Linked DNA regions of Mus musculus: region 2 is linked to region 1. The links are chromatin contacts, called in public Hi-C maps. All regions are on one chromosome and are shown on one strand. Each heading gives the region's core, a stretch centred on a gene start, on an enhancer-like site or on the middle of the called end of the contact. The rest is flanking DNA. Distances are from core to core; before and after follow the strand shown.

Evidence for each region. Hi-C and Micro-C count contacts between places; a contact is called where the count stands out from the background.
Region 2: a Hi-C map of Th1 cells shows a contact between it and region 1, with 3 times the contacts expected there. The contact joins two enhancer-like sites. A contact is called at or near these places in 9 of 484 Hi-C or Micro-C datasets (the G1E-ER4 cell line, the HL-1 cell line, Th1 cells and 5 more), 2 of 115 datasets of contacts at active chromatin or transcription factors (embryonic stem cells and hepatocytes) and 1 of 9 other capture datasets (embryonic stem cells).

The regions. Positions count from the first base shown.
Region 1 is chr3:86,634,304-86,639,268 of GRCm38.p6, forward strand. All of the region lies in intron 44 of Lrba (LPS-responsive beige-like anchor), which reads left to right. Among named protein-coding and RNA genes, the nearest start is that of Gm31677, 85 kb to the left of the region's middle. Within about 2 kb of position 1,343, at least 42 of the 459 cell types and tissues checked have an H3K27ac peak or open chromatin away from gene starts, as enhancers often do. A contact at or near this core is called in Th1 cells, where this site is marked.
Region 2 is chr3:86,752,987-86,758,404 of GRCm38.p6, forward strand. It overlaps Lrba (LPS-responsive beige-like anchor), which reads left to right. Exons shown (of 57, transcript NM_030695.2): 53 at 4,396-4,563. Among named protein-coding and RNA genes, the nearest start is that of Gm52625, 5.4 kb to the left of the region's middle. Within about 2 kb of position 3,510, at least 30 of the 459 cell types and tissues checked have an H3K27ac peak or open chromatin away from gene starts, as enhancers often do. A contact at or near this core is called in Th1 cells, where this site is marked.

The DNA of each region.
Region 1 (4,965 bases), core at 93-2,592:
AGAGCTAGAACTAAAATAAGACACTTGTTCTTCCTATAGTACACTATGGCCTGAATAACAAAGACTCTTTGTTCATTTTCCTCCTCTGCAAGGCAGATGGGATGCAACCAAGTAACCATGGTTTTCTTTAAAAAGCTTCAAAAACACATAGATTATTGACTTTCATTTGGGGTTGCTGCTGTGGTACACAGTTAACAAAGTTAAAGGGAAAGTAAATAGGAGACATTAATTACAGTATATATTTCAGATAGAAACTGTTTTAAAGCATGGTTTCAATGTCCCCAAGACAAAAATATGCATTTTCCATTTGTGATAACTTGTCCTAAAGTGCTTCTCCAGATACTAAGTAAATAGGAAGAAACACCTAAACAATATGTTGTTAAATACTACATACACACACACATACATACATACATACATACATACATACATACATACATACAACAATAGCTATGTTGTCATGCAGAAATACAGTACAATTTCAAGTAATATATCTTAATTTTTTTCTTTCTTTTTTAATACACGAGACTCACTGTGTAGCTCTGGCTGACCTGGAACTCACTGTGTAGACTAGGCTGACCCTGAATTCACAGAAGTCTGCCAATCTGTTTCACTTTCTGACTGCTAGGATTAAAGGTGCATGCTACTCTAACCAGCGTTTCTTCTTTTCTTTCTATATGCATCTTACTTTAACCGGATACTCCAATGAATGAATTTTAATATCTGAGTTCATCATTAATATTTGCATTATCCCAGGCAACACATACCATTCTAGATCTGGCCTGTAGTTTGGTCTTAGTGCCCTAACTCTTTGCTGCCTGTAAGCAGATGACTGTAGCTGCTGGTACATTTTATATCTCCCAGACACAGCGTTTTTACACCTGCAAAAATGGAGGGTGCTAATAGGCCTGGATGATACAGAATTGTTTTTAATATAGTGGGTTTATTTATTTATGACTCTGAGAATCTTTGTTTATATCGGACAAATAGAAACATTGCTGTCATGTGGAGCATTCCTTTGGGTCCATACACTACTTCCTGGAATATTCCCAAACCAAATAATTACAACAGTCACTGACTTTTTTGACATAACATTTCTTTTACCGTTCTCTGAACCACAAACCTTCATCTGTGCATGTACATCAGATACCTTACTGTTATTTTTGACATTTACCCTCAATATCATTGTAATATAAAAACCATGAGGGAACAGTTGGTTCACCAGTATTTCTATTTTAATCTAGTGTTTTGCTTTCACTTTGTCATGACTCTATCACTATGTGCTGGCACTCTGTACTCTTAGAAGAGGATAAGCTCTGCCCTTGTGCTGATTCCGCATTTCCGATCATTCTGTGTGTACATGACAGCATGAGATGGCTTTCAGGAGACCGTCATGATCCTAAGCAGAGCCATAGAGGTCCTCTTGTGTTCCCTTCCAGACCCTTCTCTACGTTGACATCTTGCCACTGCTCTGTACACCACAAAATGGGTCTTTGCAAAGTAGCACTCTTTAACTCTTTCAGGCTTAATTCCTGGGGCGTGCTCCAGACCCTTTCTGTTCTCTCGTTAGCTCTCTTTTCTTAACAATATTTTTCAAGAAAACTTATACTGTGAGGTATTAAAAAGTCTGAGACTTGTGGATTTCAGAAGTTTGTTCATTTGAATAAATCTGTGCACTATAGATAGGGTTTCTGAGGTTTCCTGCCAATTCTTCCTGACCATCTTGGCCTCAGCAGCTACAAACATGTTCCTAGAGTTTGTGGAAAGTCACTTCTGAAAGGTTGGTCTGAGCTGCAGCAGTTCATATGTAAATGTCGAAAGGAAAGAAGGAAGGGTGCTGCCAGCATATGACATCACAGCAGCTGTGTTACAGGATGGGCTTTGCACAGAGCTCTCCTGAGTGCCTTACACATGTGGCTCATAGATAAACCTACTGAACAAAGGTCATATTTGAAAAATAGTGTGCAGATACTGAAATTAGGGAAAACAACTGCTAGCACAGCACTTTCAGATGGAGACAAAGATGTGGAGAGGGAGTTTTAAATCTTACATTTGAGTAGCTAAGACTGAAGTTGAGTTTGAGCTAAATTACTTGTTACTTCATCTCATTTTTTTTGTGAATAAATAATCAGGTTTTATAAGTTATAAAATTCAATCTGGAAGCATTATTCTTTTATTAAGTAACTTCAAGTTATAGTTTTCAAAATTCAAAGAAGAAAAAGCTAATTTTTACTGGTAGTTAAGAGTCAGTGAAGTTTTAAGGTGTCTATGAAAACAAAAGTTTTTCATTAATCTGATTAAAAGATGATTGTCAGTTGCTTTGATATTTTCCAGCTTTTCATATAAATTATTTAGGTGCTTAGATCTTTGAAAAATGCGTTTACTTTTGGACTTTTTGGAGGCTGCAGTGAGGGAGGCTGAGGGGCAGGGAGGCTGCAGTGAGGGAGGCTGAGGGGCAGGGAGGATGCAGTGAGGGAGGCTGAGGAGCAGGGAGGCTGCAGTGAGGGAGGCAGAGGGGCAGGGAAGCTGCAGTGAGGGAGGCTGAGGGGCAGGGAGGCTGCAGTGAGGGAGGCTGAGGGGCAGGGAGGATGCTATGAGGGAGGCTGAGGGGCAGGGAGGATGCTATGAGGGAGGTTGAGGGGCAGGGAGGCTGCAGTGAGGGAGGCTGAGAGGCAGGGAGGCTGCAGTGAGGGAGGCTGAGGGGCAGGGAGGCTGCAGTGAGGGAGGCTGAGAGGCAGGGAGGCTGCAGTGAGGGAGGCTGAGGGGCAGGGAGGCTGCAGTGAGGGAGGCTGAGAGGCAGGGAGGATGCAGTGAGGGAGGCTGAGGGGCAGGGAGGCTGCAGTGAGGGAGGCTGAGGGGCAGGGAGGCTGCAGTGAGGGAGGCTGAGGGGCAGGGAGGCTGCAGTGAGGGAGGCTGAGGGGCAGGGAGGCTGCAGTGAGGGAGGCTGAGAGGCAGGGAGGCTGCAGTGAGGGAGGCTGAGGGGCAGGGAGGCTGCAGTGAGGGAGGCTGAGGGGCAGGGAGGCTGCAGTGAGGGAGGCTGAGGGGCAGGGAGGCTGCAGTGAGGGAGGCTGAGAGGCAGGGAGGCTGCAGTGAGGGAGGCTGAGGGGCAGGGAGGCTGCAGTGAGGGAGGCTGAGGGGCAGGGAGGCTGCAGCACTGCACAGTGCGGCTTTCATCCTGCCTTGTACCAGTTTATTATCAGGCTTGATTGATGACCAGTCTTCTTACATATTCCTGATTAAATAACCTCAGAAAAGAAATAATTAAGAATAACTTTCTGTGACATATCTGAACTGGGTACTCTTACATGGAGTATTTCTGTTAATTAGCAAAAGTACTTCTGAAGAAGTAGTAAAATAATGTTTTACTGTAATAAGTTTACAAAGCTGATTTAAACACTCCCACTTTTTAAGTTCTACATCTGCCTCACTAACAGGACACTTGTTACCCCAAAGATGCCACCTTGCTGTTTATATGATATCACTGGTGCATTCTCAGACTGGGGGTTTGTCGCTTTGCCTAGCATTTTCAAAACACTTTGTTTCTTGACATTTTAAATTTGTTTTTTGTAATTTATTCTAGTTTGTATATTCATTCTCACATAATTAGTAGTTATGATACTCCAAATTTCAAATTACTTATATTTTTATTTTAATCTCTCATGCTATTTTACCTTTGTTTTATAGGGATTAAATTTTTATTTAATTCTGTTTATTTTTCCATACCCTAATGATATTTTAATGTTCTTTTTAATGAACTTAAATTATGTACTTTTTTGTATCCTTTAATCAATATTTATTTTCTATTTATTGTTACCAAGAAATTATGGGGGGCTGGTGAGATGGCTCAGTGGTTAAGAGCGCCGACTGCTCTTCCGAAGGTCTGGAGTTCAAATCCCAGCAACCACATGGTGGCTCACAACCATCCGTAATGCAATCTGATGCCCTCTTCTGGAGTATCTGAGGACAGCTACAGTGTACTTACTTATAATAAATAAATACATCTTTAAAAAAAAAAAAAAAAGAAAGAAATTATGGCCAGTTTTAAATGGTGGTAATTTTTGTTTCTTCCTTTAAAATTCTGCTGATTAAAAATAATGTCCTGAGCTGGACAGTGGTGGCGCACGCCTTTGATCCCAGTACTTGGGAGGCAGAAGCAGGCGGATTTCTGAGTTAGAGGCCAGCCTGGTCTACAGAGTGAGTTCCAGGACAGCCAGGGCTACAGAGAAACCCTGTCTCGAAAAAACAACAACAAAAAAATCCAAAAAACAAAACAAAACAACAACAACAAAAATGTCCTGTCTAGCAGGTTAAATTGTACAGAGAATTCAATATGAGATGAGAATACTAGCCATCTCCCTGAACTGCCTAGCAATTGTTACCCATCATATACCAGATAAGTAGGAGGAGGCATTAACTTCCAGCTCCTCTGCAGAGATGAATACACAGTTTGGAATCCTGGGTTAGACAGTGTTTTAAAATGCTGTGGTGCACTTTGCTATCTGCCTGACTCTTGCTTAGTTAAATGTTTTGTAGCATTATAACATAGTTGGATTCTGCTCATCTTTTAAAGCAGCTGTCAGAAAAATATGGGCCAGCATGGTAGAATGTATTAGCTCAATACATTGTCTCCATTTTATTATGAAGCTGCTGAGGAAGCATGATATACAACACTGTCCTTCCAGATCTATTGTTAGGATGGTCCCACAGTCTTCTTTGCACTGCCATTAATTTATAGCAGTAAACAATATGTAGCCTTCCAACTGCAGCAAAGCAGAATCTTTTAATGAGGTGGATGTTATTACCACAATAAATCAGTGCTTTCCCGTAATGTATAATTCAATGTGTGTATTCCCACTGTAACTTCTCTGAGTAAGCTGATAGTGTGTCATTGTCAGTGCACAGCTCCACTGCTCCTCTTTTTTTTAAAACCTTCCTTTATTTGGTGACTTCTTTTTTATATGCTTG
Region 2 (5,418 bases), core at 2,260-4,759, 120 kb after region 1:
ATCTAATTCATATTTATCCTTTTCATTATGACAAAAAGAGCCTTAGCATTATTTTATACATTCTCTGTCTTTACTAACTCCCACGTTAAACTTGATACATCCTATCATAAGTTTTTCTTAATAGTCATTTAGACTGCTTATTGTTCTCCTTTTAAATGTTAACCTTTTAATTTTAAATTTTAAATAATTTTAAAATTTACACAGTAAGTCCATCTAGTTTTTTGGCTTGTAGTTTTTAAGTTTTGACAGTACATGGAATTAAGTTACCACCTCGGTGCAGAACAGCTCCATGACCCCTAATCCCCTGGTCATGTCACATCACCTGCTGGATGTCACCTTCTTCCCACACCCTCAAGTCCTGCCCACCAGTGAATACTTTATATCTGCAGGGTTGGCCTTTGGCGGCATATGTGCGAATTATATCAGTCTTCCATTTTGGCATTTGGAAGCTTTTGGATTCACTGTCATTCCCTGTTGTTTCATTACAAATGCATTACATGCCTGTGTATGTAAGGCCAATCTAGCTGGACTTCCATGCAGTACCAATAACTCACATAATTCCTGGGTCCACTCTGTTTTTAGGACTTACAGAGTTCTTTGGCATATACGTTATTGCTATGAGGTGGACAGGGTCTTTGTCCCATATTGTAGATAGCGGGACTGAGGTCTAGAGAGGTGAGTGAAACTTAAGTAGCTATGGTGCCAGGGCTGGGGGTGGGCTCGGCCCTTCTGCCCTCACACGCAGCATTCTCTTTTTTACCACATTGACTCACGCAGGTGTCACCGTCCTTGGTCAATTTGAAAACCACTGTAATTTGTAGCCCTAAGTTCCTTGTGGAACTGCCGTGTTCCATTAGACTTAACCAAGTTGATATCATCCCACTCCCTCCCAACAGAAACCTTGCAAAAACCCTGTTGAAAATACATGTCTTTGTGTATATAAAACATTCCATAGGAAGTAACAGTATTTTAAACTTCATATCGATAGAACTGACTTAAAGTAAAAATTTATATTTTCTATAAAAGTATAGAAAAAAGAAATCTCAAGTGACATTCCTTGTACTTTCTTGTATACATAACTCAGCCACTAGTTTTATTTAAAAGTAATTTCAGTGAGGAAAATAGGAACTTGTGTTTTTTATGACAAAAGATAATATCAACAATTTTTTTCCTTAAGTTTGGTAGACAAGCATGGAAAACTTGTATAATCAGTTAATATATAATAGCAAAGCCATCACAAGTGTTGAATTCAATTATATTTTAGCACACAAGCCAAAATAATCCTTCTCTTATTAGACTAGGGAGGGGGTACTTGGGTTGTAGCAGGAAATTCTTGCAACATAAATCATGTTTTCAGGGTACAGCCAGCGCAGCAGAGGCAACAGCACAACCTTCCTCAGCAGTCGGGTTCTTTCCGGCTACATTCAGAGGCAGTCGTGCAGAGTCCCACGCTGGAATTTTTTTATTTGTAGCTTAGCTGTCAAATAAAACATTAACTAGAAAATTTGAACATTCTAGTGTCTGGGGTAATATTTGATATTAGTGCATGGAGAGGTGGGCTGGTAATAAAGGAAACAGAAAACAAAGGCCGAGGAACACTTATGAGATTACCAGAAAATAATTTACCAAAAGAGCAGCAGGTCTTTATACTGTGATTTATTTGGGAGTAACAAGCCTCCATATCAGAGCAGCAGGGACTGCAGAGTTAGGCTGCCCGCGAGGGGAAAGCCAAGCCACGGATGCATAGATGCATCGTTTCCCAGAGTGGGCCTGCACTGCACACTGTAGAGAACAAACCTAAGCCGGATTAAAATCCGAGAACTCCTTTGGTGTAACATTTATGTCTCCTTCCCTCCACTCACTGCATTTAGACTGTTCTTTTCGTAGAGTAGTTGATACCCTTGTGTGTCTGTTCACTTTATTTCAGTGTTTGTCTTCCCCATCAGACAATAAAGGCCCTGAGGGTGGAAACCATGTATCCTCAGTACTGTATACTTCTAAAAGAGCTAATGCTTGGCACCACCCAAGTGCATGCTAGGAAGATACTGTTGAAGCTTCAGAATTCTGAGTGCTTCAGGGCAAAAAGTAAAACAGGAAATTTCAGAAGAAAAGGAAACCACAGCAACTGAGTATCAGTTTTCCTCACAACAGTGCTGGAGAAAGAGAGAGAGCAGTTGCTTAGGGAGAAAGGATATGGGAATCTTCAAAGATTCTGTGAAGGCACCCCAGTTTCGCAGCCAAGTCTTTTTACCTGGTCCCTGGCCCTGGTGGAAATTAAGTCAGCTACCGAACACACAGTTGCTCTCCCTTTGTGAGGCTCCCAGTGCAGCAGGGCTCCTGACCTGAGCCTCCTGGGTACCGTGGACCTCATTTTCCTAGCTGATAGTACTCATACAGCCCCACAGAGTTGCTGGACTCCAAAACAGACATAAGCCTGCTCCTGAATAACGGAATGTTGATATGACCTACCTGGCTTCCTTCTGCAGCTAAAACACGATGATCTCTAATTACCAGCGAGAATGCCGCCAGCTGCCCATCTTTTGCATTCTGCCTTGCAAAAGATATGATGTGACCATTTATTACTAAACATCTTTTCTTGAAAATGAACTAAAAATTGCTACACATTTCATATTTGATTTGGTCTTTTGACTTCTTTATTTTAAAATACTGAATTCTTTCTAGCATATGCCTTACTAATATAATCTGACTCTGTAAATGAAATGTTCTAGTGCCAATTTAGAAGGGTGAAGACATTTAAAAAGCTTGTGGCACATTTAACAGTCCAAATACCTGCCTTAACTGAATCTTTGATCTGCTTTAATTGCAGCAAGAAAATTTACCGTATTAACTGTAATTTGCAGTTGAAATAAGTCCGATTTTTAAGGTTGTTGTGATGGGTTCTGCAAGCTGCTTCTCCCGAGTGAAAACATGCATTTGACATCTACCTGAGGTGGACAAGATGTTACGCTATTTCATCTCTAAAACTGAAACATTTATAAGTCTTAAGTTTATTGTAATAAATAATTTAAAATTTTAAGTGAATACTTCCTTTAATTAAATTTAATAATTTTTTTTTGTTTATTTCCTTGAAAAATAGCTGGGTGGTTATGGCATATCAGCACTGAGTTCAAGGCCAGTCTGGTCTATAGATCAAGTTCCAGGACAGCCAGGACTACACAGAGAAACCCTGTCTCAGAAAACAAAAACAAAAAAACATTAAAAAAAAAAAAAAAAAAAAAAGAAGAAGGGAGGGAGGGAGAAAGGGGAGGAGAGAGGGACAAAGGGAGGGAGGGAGGGAGAGAGGGAGGGAGGGAGGGAGAGAGAAAAGGGGAAAAGCTACATAGTATCTTTAGATACCAGTCTTTAATTGAGAACTTAGACTTTTGGATATTGTTTTGCATGTTCCAGGTTGAAATGATTTTTTCAGTTTCCTTAACATCTTAGTTGTAATTTTGTCCTACTGACTCACTTCCTTTTAAAGCCATGCTGAATATTGAGGGCAGGCGTTCCGTAATTTGTAGACTCTAGACTTTTCAATGGAAAATGTTAACTATTTAACTAGAGTGACATAGAGGGGCTGCAATACCTAATTCTTTAGATGAGTCTATAAATGACATCACAGTGTTAGTCAGGCAGAATCGCCACACCAAGGACTTGTTTTTTGTTTCTAACACTGTTATGTGAAGTGCACTCTTCCTGGGTTTGAAGCCCTGTCTGTCTGTGTGTACACTGCCTAGGTTCTTATGCACTGTTCTCAGTCCTCCCATTAAACCACTATAATCTTGATTTCATCATCACCTCAAAGGAAGTTTCATCATTCAGAGAATGAGAGCAAAGAAAGAGTGGCAGGGTTTGAATTGCAACCATGATAAACTGTTACTTTGATCAAAAGTTAGTCCATGGAGTCCTGGTTTGGAAAAGTAGAAACTCTCTTCAAGGTGACCTAAGAACAAAAGAGCTTCCATATATATCATGAACTCAGGCGAGACTGCGAGTGAGCCAAGCCCTGGAAGTCAGCAGGCTTTGGGTTTGTGTCACAGAGTAACTCAAGAAAGTGTTAAATGGCTCCAGTGTAAGTGTTCTCCTGGGCTGCTTTAACCAGAAAATATTATTCTTTAGTAATTTATAGTAGCTGTTCATAAGGATATGGTGTCCTCATACCCAAGTATTTGTTGAAATAGTTTTAACATATGCCTTTCTAAAATCTTATCACTATTCAATTGATTTTTCTCACTATTATAAGTAGCATTTAAAAACAAACAAAAAAACCCTGCCAGGTCAGAACGTTCTAAGATCTGAATTGTCACGGCAGCATTGTCTTGCGGGTTATGTATTTGATAGAAGTTTGCCTTGTCTTTTAATTGTGCCTTAAAGAAAAATTGTTTTATATTTCAGGAAAATTGATCCAAGTGGTGTTTGGCCATTGGGATGTTGTCACTTGCCTAGCTCGCTCTGAGTCGTACATAGGGGGAAATTGTTACATCCTCTCGGGGTCACGTGACGCAACTCTTCTTCTGTGGTACTGGAATGGGAAGAGCAGCGGGATTGGAGATAACCCTGGCGGTAAGTACAAGCTTGTTTTTAAAGTGAGCTTTCTACATCATATAGAAGACTAGCACCTTGGGTAGAAGCTCTTCCATCATGGTGAGAATGAAACTGAATCACCCAAGTAGCTGATTTCTAAATTCACTGATAATTCATGTTCATATGTGAACCCCTTGTTTTCATGTTATACCCATGCTTGGCTGCACTAGTGTCACCAGCTAAAGTAGAGGTGTTCTCATGAACAATATAACCTGTAACATAAAAGAGAAATTACATATTTTCTTGTTGATTGAATTCATGTTTTAAAAAAGAAAATTAAAAGTTATAATTCCGGAAATCTACAACTTTATAATACTTTCATTTACATATTAAAAGATAAAACAGGTCATAAAAGGCCAATATGGAAGATTCAAATCGGCTCCTGGCTTTTCAGATGGGAAATGGAAATGTTCACCAACAGCATTAAATTCCTTCAGAAACTGCTGAAGGCAGTAAAACAACAACAAAAAAATGTGTAACCATTTAAAATTGTAATTCACAGAAGGCAAAAAAGGAAACAGCCACCATTAAAATCAACCGCACACAGCTGCAGTCAAGAGATGGCTTTAAAAAACACATTAAGAAGTAGGAAAAACAATTAAAGGGACCACCTGAAAAATGAGAATTTAATTAAAATGATTATGACAACAGAGAAGAGTTCCTGTAAGAATAGCTATAGATTTCTATCTCATAAGGTAGACTCTGTGACTGTTCTTAAATATTTACCGTGTTTTAATTGAGAGCTGCTTGCAGTGTATTTGGCTAAGGAAAGCTCATGTTATTACCTGAATACTGCACCTTGTCTGGGTGTAAATGTATTTCACCTTGTCACAT